Linked DNA regions of Mus musculus: region 1 is linked to region 2. A link is a contact called in public ChIA-PET data. All regions are on one chromosome and are shown on one strand. Each heading gives the region's core, a stretch centred on a gene start, on an enhancer-like site or on the middle of the called end of the contact. The rest is flanking DNA. Distances are from core to core; before and after follow the strand shown. Region 1 has its middle 14 kb from the start of Gm38539. Region 2 has its middle 56 kb from the start of Mturn.

Region 1 (3,693 bases), core at 413-2,912, 280 kb after region 2:
CCCCAACTTGCTTTTGTTCCTGGTGTTTCATCACAGGCATCTTAACCTTGACTAAGACCACCCCCATGGAAGGTTCTAGCAACTCTGCTTAGTCCTCTCTCTTCCTCCTCCTTCCCAGCTACCCTGAGAAGGCAGTATGGACAACATTGTGATGACTCAGCATTTTATCTTGTGTGCCCCTGGGTGACACACCTTCCACAGTCTTCCTTTCTGCCTTTCTCTTTCCTCTTCACCACATCTCTCCTGTGTATCCTATAGGTGCCACAATTCTGTACGGTCTACACCTTAACCCCCTTCTCAATTAGACTCCCCCATCTTTCATGTTGCCATTAACGTACAAAGAATGTTTCAGAGAGTTTAGTTTAAAGCACCATGGGCACTCACGTGTGAAGGACATCCATCATATACAGATGCCACTGTCTTGGTTACTGTTTAAGAGATACCATGACCAAAGCAACTCATACAAGGAAGCATTTAAATAGGGGATTGCTTACAGTTTCAGAGGGTGAGTCTGTGGTCATCATGGCAGGGCACATGGCAGCAGGTGGGCAGGCATGGCGCTGAAGCAGTAGCTGAGAGCTTATATCTTATTGGCAATTTGGATGCGGAGAGACAGCAAGACTGGGCCTGGTATGGGCTTTTGAAACCCCAAAGCTCATCACCTGCCCCATCGACAAACCTTCTCCGACAAGGCCACACCTCCCAGTAATTCCTAAAACAGTTTCATCAACTGAAGGCCAAGTGTTCTAAGGTAAGAACCTGTAGGAGCCATTCTCATTCAAACCACCAGAGAAGTCACCAGAGAAGCAAAGCAGTTGCGAAAGTAGTGAGTTATCCAGTAGTGAGGTGGGGCCTGGGAGGTGGCTCAGCTGGTGAAGTGTTTACCACACAAACGGAAGGACCTGCTCAGGTCCCCTTGTTCTGAGGATGGCTCAGATTCAGGCATGAACCACATTCCTGGCTTGGTGTTTTTGATGCAGTTATCATCCACTGGATACTGGCTTGAGATAAAGCACTTAGCATCGTTTAAGCAGCAGGACATCAGACCACTGAGGAGTTCTCACACTGGGCTGCATCATAAACACAATTTTTAAAAGCCATTTGGACCCATTTTGCATTCAGCATCCTAATTAGCCTGTACCTAGCTGGAGGACAAGTCTAGTGTCTCTTTTGTTCCCCTCTGGCATTCCCATAATTCTTTTGAGGCTCCTGTAACTTTCAGGGCTAGCATGGTTGCAGGCTATAGTTTAGTTAAGAGAAACAAACATGACCAACTGTGGTTTCAAATGCCTTTAATAGCAGCACTCTGGAACTGGTCAGCTCCAGAATTCTAATGTCTTCTAAGCAAAAATATTTGCAAATCCCTCGCAACATCAATTCTATTACTTTGACTTTCCTCTATATTCAGCTGTCCCCTCATCTGAAGCCACAGATGCTAGGAGGCAGCAGACCATGCATCTGGGTGTTAGAACCTTCCTTAGCTCTCAGTTGCCTGCATTCTACTTTCCGCTTCTATGAACTTGACCACTTTAAATACCTCATATGCTTGAGTTGGGGTTTCTATTGCTTTGATGAATCACCAGGACCAAAAGCAACTTGGGGAGAAAAGGGTTTATTTTGCTCACACTACCAGGTCACACCCCATCACAGAGGGAAGCCAAGACAGGAAACTCAGGCTGGGCAGAAACCTGGGGGGGCAGGAGCTGATGCACAGGCCTTGGAGGAGTCCTGCTTACAGGCTTGCCCCTCATGTTTTGTTCAACCTGCTTTCTTATTGAACCCAAGACCATCAGCTCAGGGGTAGTGCCACCCACAGGGAGCTGGCCCTCTCACCTCAATCACTAAGAAACTGCCCCACAGGCTTGCCTGCAGCCTGATTTTACAGAGGCATTTTCTCAATCAAGTCTCCCTCCTCTCAGATGACTCTAGCTGTCAAATTGACCTTAAACTAGCCAGCATACCATGTAAATGAAATTATGTGATGATTGTCTTTTTGTATGTGATTTATGTCACTTGGCATATGTCCTCAAGGCTCCTTCTGTGTATTTGTGTAACAACATTCACTTCCTCTTTGTGTCTGAATAATAATCCACTTAGCGCATGCATATTCCCTGTTCTTCAGCAAGAAGGCGCACTTGGAGGCTGCCACCTGCTGGCTCTCGTGACTAGAGCTTCCATAAAGTAGGGAGCTGTGTTAGGCACAACCTCAGATTAAGGTGGGCCGGCTACATTGCACAAGATCAAAGCAAGCTGTGTAGACTGCAAGCCACTCCCACCCATGCTCCTCCCCTGGCGTTCTCAGGATGGAGGGAGGGAATTTACCAGAGCTCCTACTTAGTTGCTTTTTTTCACCTTGATCCCAAATCAGCAGCCTGCATTTCAGCAAAGGGCATGGGGCCAGCCCCATCTCAGGTCCCAGCAGGCGTGGGATGTCAAACAACACCCCTCTCCACTCTCAAGAGCCCTGTGATGCTGTCCTTTAAGTCCTGCAGACAGCTAGATGAAGTTTAGTCATCATCTGAAGCACTGTAGGATGGGAAGTCAGGGGTAAGCTCATTGTAACAAAGGAAATATGCATACAAGGAAACATGCCAAAAGACCTTGAGAAGATTTGGGTTAGGTGAAGCGGGGGAGGTGGGGGGATTCAGAGCTCCAGGCCAGCCTGAGCTACATAGATAGCAAGACCCTGTATCAAAAACCAAACAACGGTGGCAGCAACAAAGGGGGAGAATATGCGACACATGGAGTGTGGTAGAGTGCGTTCCTGGCATGCCAGGGCCCCTAGATTCAATTCCTAGTGCTGCCCAAATGAATACCGGGAAATACACACCATGTAAGCCTTTCCACTTTCTTTTCCTTTCATTTCTTCCCTCGCCTAGGAGTATCCCTGGCAGCCAGTCATGCTGAACCATGTTAGACAACATTATTTCCACTAGGGGGCAGCGCTACACTGGCAAGCACAGGCATTCTCTCCTGCCACAGCTTTCCCTTCTCGCTTTACATCTCTGTTAGAGAATTGGCAGAGACCAGGTTCGCTCGGGTTGTTGTTGCTTGCTTGGTTTAGTTTGTTTTGTTTTTGAGGATACAGCTCTTTCAGCCCTTATCGGTCCATAGTATCCCACCATCTCCTGAAGATGAAGTCTGAGCTCTGGGACCATGTGATCACGGATCTGTCTTTCTAGAAAGTAACAGAGCTTCTGTCCCTTCTCAACTGTGGGCTGCCTCAGACTTTGAGAATAAGAGATTTGGGGTGATTCTGATCGATGCCACTTGTTGACTCAATACATCTCTCACCTGCAAAGCCAGGGCTGTGGTGGCCCCACGGCGTGGGGTGTGGATGGAATGAGTCCACCACAGGCCTTACCACACAGATATGCAAAGCCAAAGTCAGTTCTTAGAGATCAGCTGACTAATAAATAGTCTCTGCTGGTCTCCAGGCTTCTCCAGTTCTCTGGCCAAGAATAAACGTTACATTTTTAGTGCTCATCTCATAACCGTATTATAGCCATAGGCAGAGAGGTGGTTATTTCTCGTGACAGAAGGGGAAGCTGTTTTAAATTTCCTAAACTTCCCGATTCTCCCCAGCATGCAGGTTTTGTTTTGTAGTGCTGGGGATCAAGCTTCCTGCTCTAGCACTGAGCCGCGCAGATCTAAGCACTGGGGATCGCAACTCTTGACAATTTCCCTAAACAT
Region 2 (3,665 bases), core at 50-2,549:
ACTGCTCACTTAGGCAGGCACGGTTCTCGGGGTGGAAGGAAGATCTGAACAGCAAAAGAACTCAGAAAACAGGAAGTGACAAGCTTTGTCATATCTTTCTTAAGTAGCAGAGATGCAGATCCTCAAACAACAGTGTCGGTCCCGTGGAGGAGGAGGAGGAGGCTTCACTTCTCCTTCGCGTTTCAGTTCCTGGTGTTGGGTCTGGGGTGGTCACAGATTGACACGGAATTTACATAGATGCAAGTGACAACTGGGAAACTTCTGCAATGCTAACTCAAAACATTTTCCTGCAACTCTTAACATAACGATGCCACGTTTCTTGACTTAGCAATTAGATGGACATGAAATGCTAGAGTTTTTTTTTTTCTAAAATAATTTCATTTGTATAATTTTCACTCGAACATTCCACAAACATGGATTATAGCATATATTGACCTTTAAAGGTAAGTTTTGAATTCTTAGAAGAAAAATATACATGTGAAAATGTGAAAGATTATAATTTGGGGATTTTTGAACATTTATTTTCATTTCTATAAATGGATGAAAATATATTCAAAATGTATATATATTAGATAGAACTATATCAAGATTGTAAGTATTTGAGCATTACTGTCAATAAAACAAATCCTGTTTGCTCACTTGTGAGGGTAAGGATGTGTGTGTGTGTGTGTGTGTGTGTATGTATGTGTGTGTGTGTATCCTTTAATAATAACAGAAATATCTTTTTTGAATGTAGGCAACAGATGGGAAAGAGGCAGAATAGACTCATTAATAGAATCATTAGTATGGCCACAGTCTATCTCCTACCATTCCCTAACTACTGAACTACTGATAAGGACTCATTAATGGGAATTATATTATTCCACTCTTAGGAACCAGTTTCTTAGAAGAAGATGAAAGAAGCAGGGAGCAGGATGGGGGTGGGGTGGGTCTTCCTCCTATTAAGGGCTGCCCAACCCGATTAGTGCTGCCTTCCAGGTGGCCCTCAGGTTGCCAGTGCAGTTCCTAGAAACCTGTCTATGGCTCTTTTCCCAGTAGGAGAAAGAAGAGCTGCTAGGCTGGCCTGGGAATAAGGCAGCCTTTGTCACCTTTGTCCCCTGGACTACTGCTTCTCCTGGGTTCCATTAACAAACCATCATGGGCACTAAAGACATTCATAAACCCACCCGAGAAACTGATGGGGGCTGGCACAAAGCCTTTGCAGTTACCCACACAGAGGGCTTAGCCTGGGCTATGGCACACCCACATGAACACTTCCTGGGCTTGAAGGAAATGATGAATTTGTTAGCTCATTCATGCATGTGGCAAAACATATACTGCATGCCTATTGTGTGCCAAGCATTGTAGTAGGTACAGGGAAACAGCTGTTACAGTGACCAGTGTGTCCCGTTTGTTCTGAGCTCCTCATGACTTCCTTAGGATTTTATGATAGCTATGTTCATTATTCATAATGCATTCCTTTGCATCTCGATCATGTTTATACTAATGAGGTGACTTGGGGTGAGATCCCTAGATAGACTTAAGATTCGGTCTAGTGACTAAAGAGACCTTGGAAGTTTCAGTGCCACCCACCAAAGCTTCCATCAGCATAGAGAAGGTCAGAGCTGAAGACTGAGAGCTATAGAGATCTCAACAAGGAAGTGACTGGCAAATGCACCCTAACCACACGGGCAAAGCTTTCATACCTGATGAGACCTTGTAGAATTGTGCTTGTGTGACTCATCCACTCCTTGTGTCACTCCTTAGTGTCTTCTATGCTAACCACACAACGGAAGTTAAGTTTCTCTAAGCCCTGTGAGGTGTTCTAGGAGAAGTGGCTGATGGGAACCTCTGATTTTATACCCTGTCAGTGAGACTATGGATGCCCTGGCTTGTGATTGTCAGTTCAAGAGGGGGTACTTGTGGAATTTCAACTCAGCAGAGCTACACACTCTCTCACTTTCTGGCTAGTATTAGAATCAAAGTGAATTGCATGATAGTTTGGATGTTGGAGAACTGGGTGGTGTCACAAAACAGGACTTTCTCCATTCTCACTTCAATAATGGTACAGCAGGAGAGAAGATGGATCATGAGACATAATCACATTAGGGTGATGTGTTCAACGAGGGGAAGGATGGAGCTCCCTGGAAGCCTGTAGCAGGAAGAATTTATCCTAACTTTTGAGGAAGAAAAAGTGACCCTAAGGAAGGTTACATGGGAGTTATCTGAGAGAGAGAGAGAGAGAGAGAGAGAGAGAGAGAGAGAGAGAGAGAGAGAGAGTTAGAGTTCCAGGGAAAAAAATAAGCAGGACCTGGAGGGAGGGTCGGCAGGAGCCAAAGCAGGCATGAATGTGAAGGCTACTCGTGTTCGGTGAGGGGGAAAAGCAAGAACCCTCACTTCAGAAAGCCTTGAGCTGCCTTGTGGAGTTTCCTCTTCAGACACCACTGAGCATCAGTAACCTACTCAGCCTCATGAAGCAGCTTCTAGACACTCCAAAGGAGCTGTGATGTCAGACATAAGTCCTGAAGGAGAGTGCCATTGGCCCATGAGGAGAAACACAGTGGAGGCATGCTTCCTGCTCTTTGTCAGCTCTTTATGAGGACAGCCTTATAACAGTTGATTTCATCTACTGATGGCATCCTGGCTCTAAGGATGGGCATGTGAGCTGACACAGACGTGGTGATTGATTCAGAAATGGACATAGGACTTGAGCTGAGCCATTAAAATCTTCCCTTGGGGCTTCTGGCGGAACTAAAGAGGAAGGCAAACTACTGAGAAAGTAAGTAAAGAAGATGGTAAGACTAGACTGAGTACCAACCTCCAAGAAGGAAGCTGCCCTCAGAGTGCCACCACCCCCACCCCCACCCACTACCCTCCATCTCTACCCCTGCTCCCTCAGTCCTTCGTGGAGCAAACTTGAGGTTCGTTTTCCTCGGTGTTTCAGAAGGTCCCTGGTTGCCCCGCTGGCCACAAATCAGTGATTCTCATCCTTGCAAGCCCTTATTCCCTGACTCCTCACCTGGGTCCCTAGGACACTACCCAAGCCAAATCCTTACCTCAAGGTCTCCTTGTATAGAAATCAAACTTACAAGGGGCTCTGTAGTCACTTTTTTTTTCTTGCTGATTATGCATTTAAGGCCTCAGAGATGGAGGTAGAGTTATCCTTTCCCAAGGTTCAACACTTGGAATTTGTCCTCACTCCAAGAAAAAGCTATTTCCCCTCTGTTTGTCCCTGAGACTGTGACTGTAAGACAAGATTTTTCTAGACCTTGGTCCAAAATGATGTCTTAGCAAAACCTTTATAGGAGATAGCAGATGGACTCCTCATAGAATGCAGACAATTCTAGAAATCAGGGCATAATACTGTTAGATTACAAGGAGAAGATAGATGAACCATCAGACTTTCCTATTAGACCATCTCGTCCTAATACTATGGGATGGCTGTATCAACCCCCAAACTCCACCATCAGAGAAGATCCCACATGGTTACATAAGCGTACAGCTCCAGTTTCAGATTCTCTGTATAATCAAATTCCTCAAATATCCCTCCACAGAAGTACAAAGTAAAATAATTGGTAGACTATATCAATCAGGCAGGATGGCACACAGAGCAATGAGATTCTAGAAGCTCATCAAACACTTATACAAGGCCATCTGTCATGGGAAGTACAGTCTATGAGTTCTTA

What was found. ChIA-PET counts read pairs in DNA pulled down with a chosen protein or histone mark.
Region 1: a contact with region 2 is called in an RNA polymerase II ChIA-PET map of effector CD8 T cells, with 38 read pairs. The contact joins two enhancer-like sites. A contact is called at or near these places in 1 of 484 Hi-C or Micro-C datasets (the HPC-7 cell line) and 4 of 115 datasets of contacts at active chromatin or transcription factors (astrocytes, effector CD8 T cells, embryonic hindbrain and 1 more).

Annotation. Positions count from the first base shown.
Region 1 is chr6:55,014,244-55,017,936 of GRCm38.p6, forward strand. No RefSeq gene overlaps it. Among named protein-coding and RNA genes, the nearest start is that of Gm38539, 14 kb to the left of the region's middle. Within about 2 kb of position 1,663, at least 80 of the 459 cell types and tissues checked have an H3K27ac peak or open chromatin away from gene starts, as enhancers often do. A contact at or near this core is called in effector CD8 T cells, where this site is marked.
Region 2 is chr6:54,736,177-54,739,841 of GRCm38.p6, forward strand. No RefSeq gene overlaps it. Among named protein-coding and RNA genes, the nearest start is that of Mturn, 56 kb to the left of the region's middle. Within about 2 kb of position 1,300, at least 94 of the 459 cell types and tissues checked have an H3K27ac peak or open chromatin away from gene starts, as enhancers often do. A contact at or near this core is called in effector CD8 T cells, where this site is marked.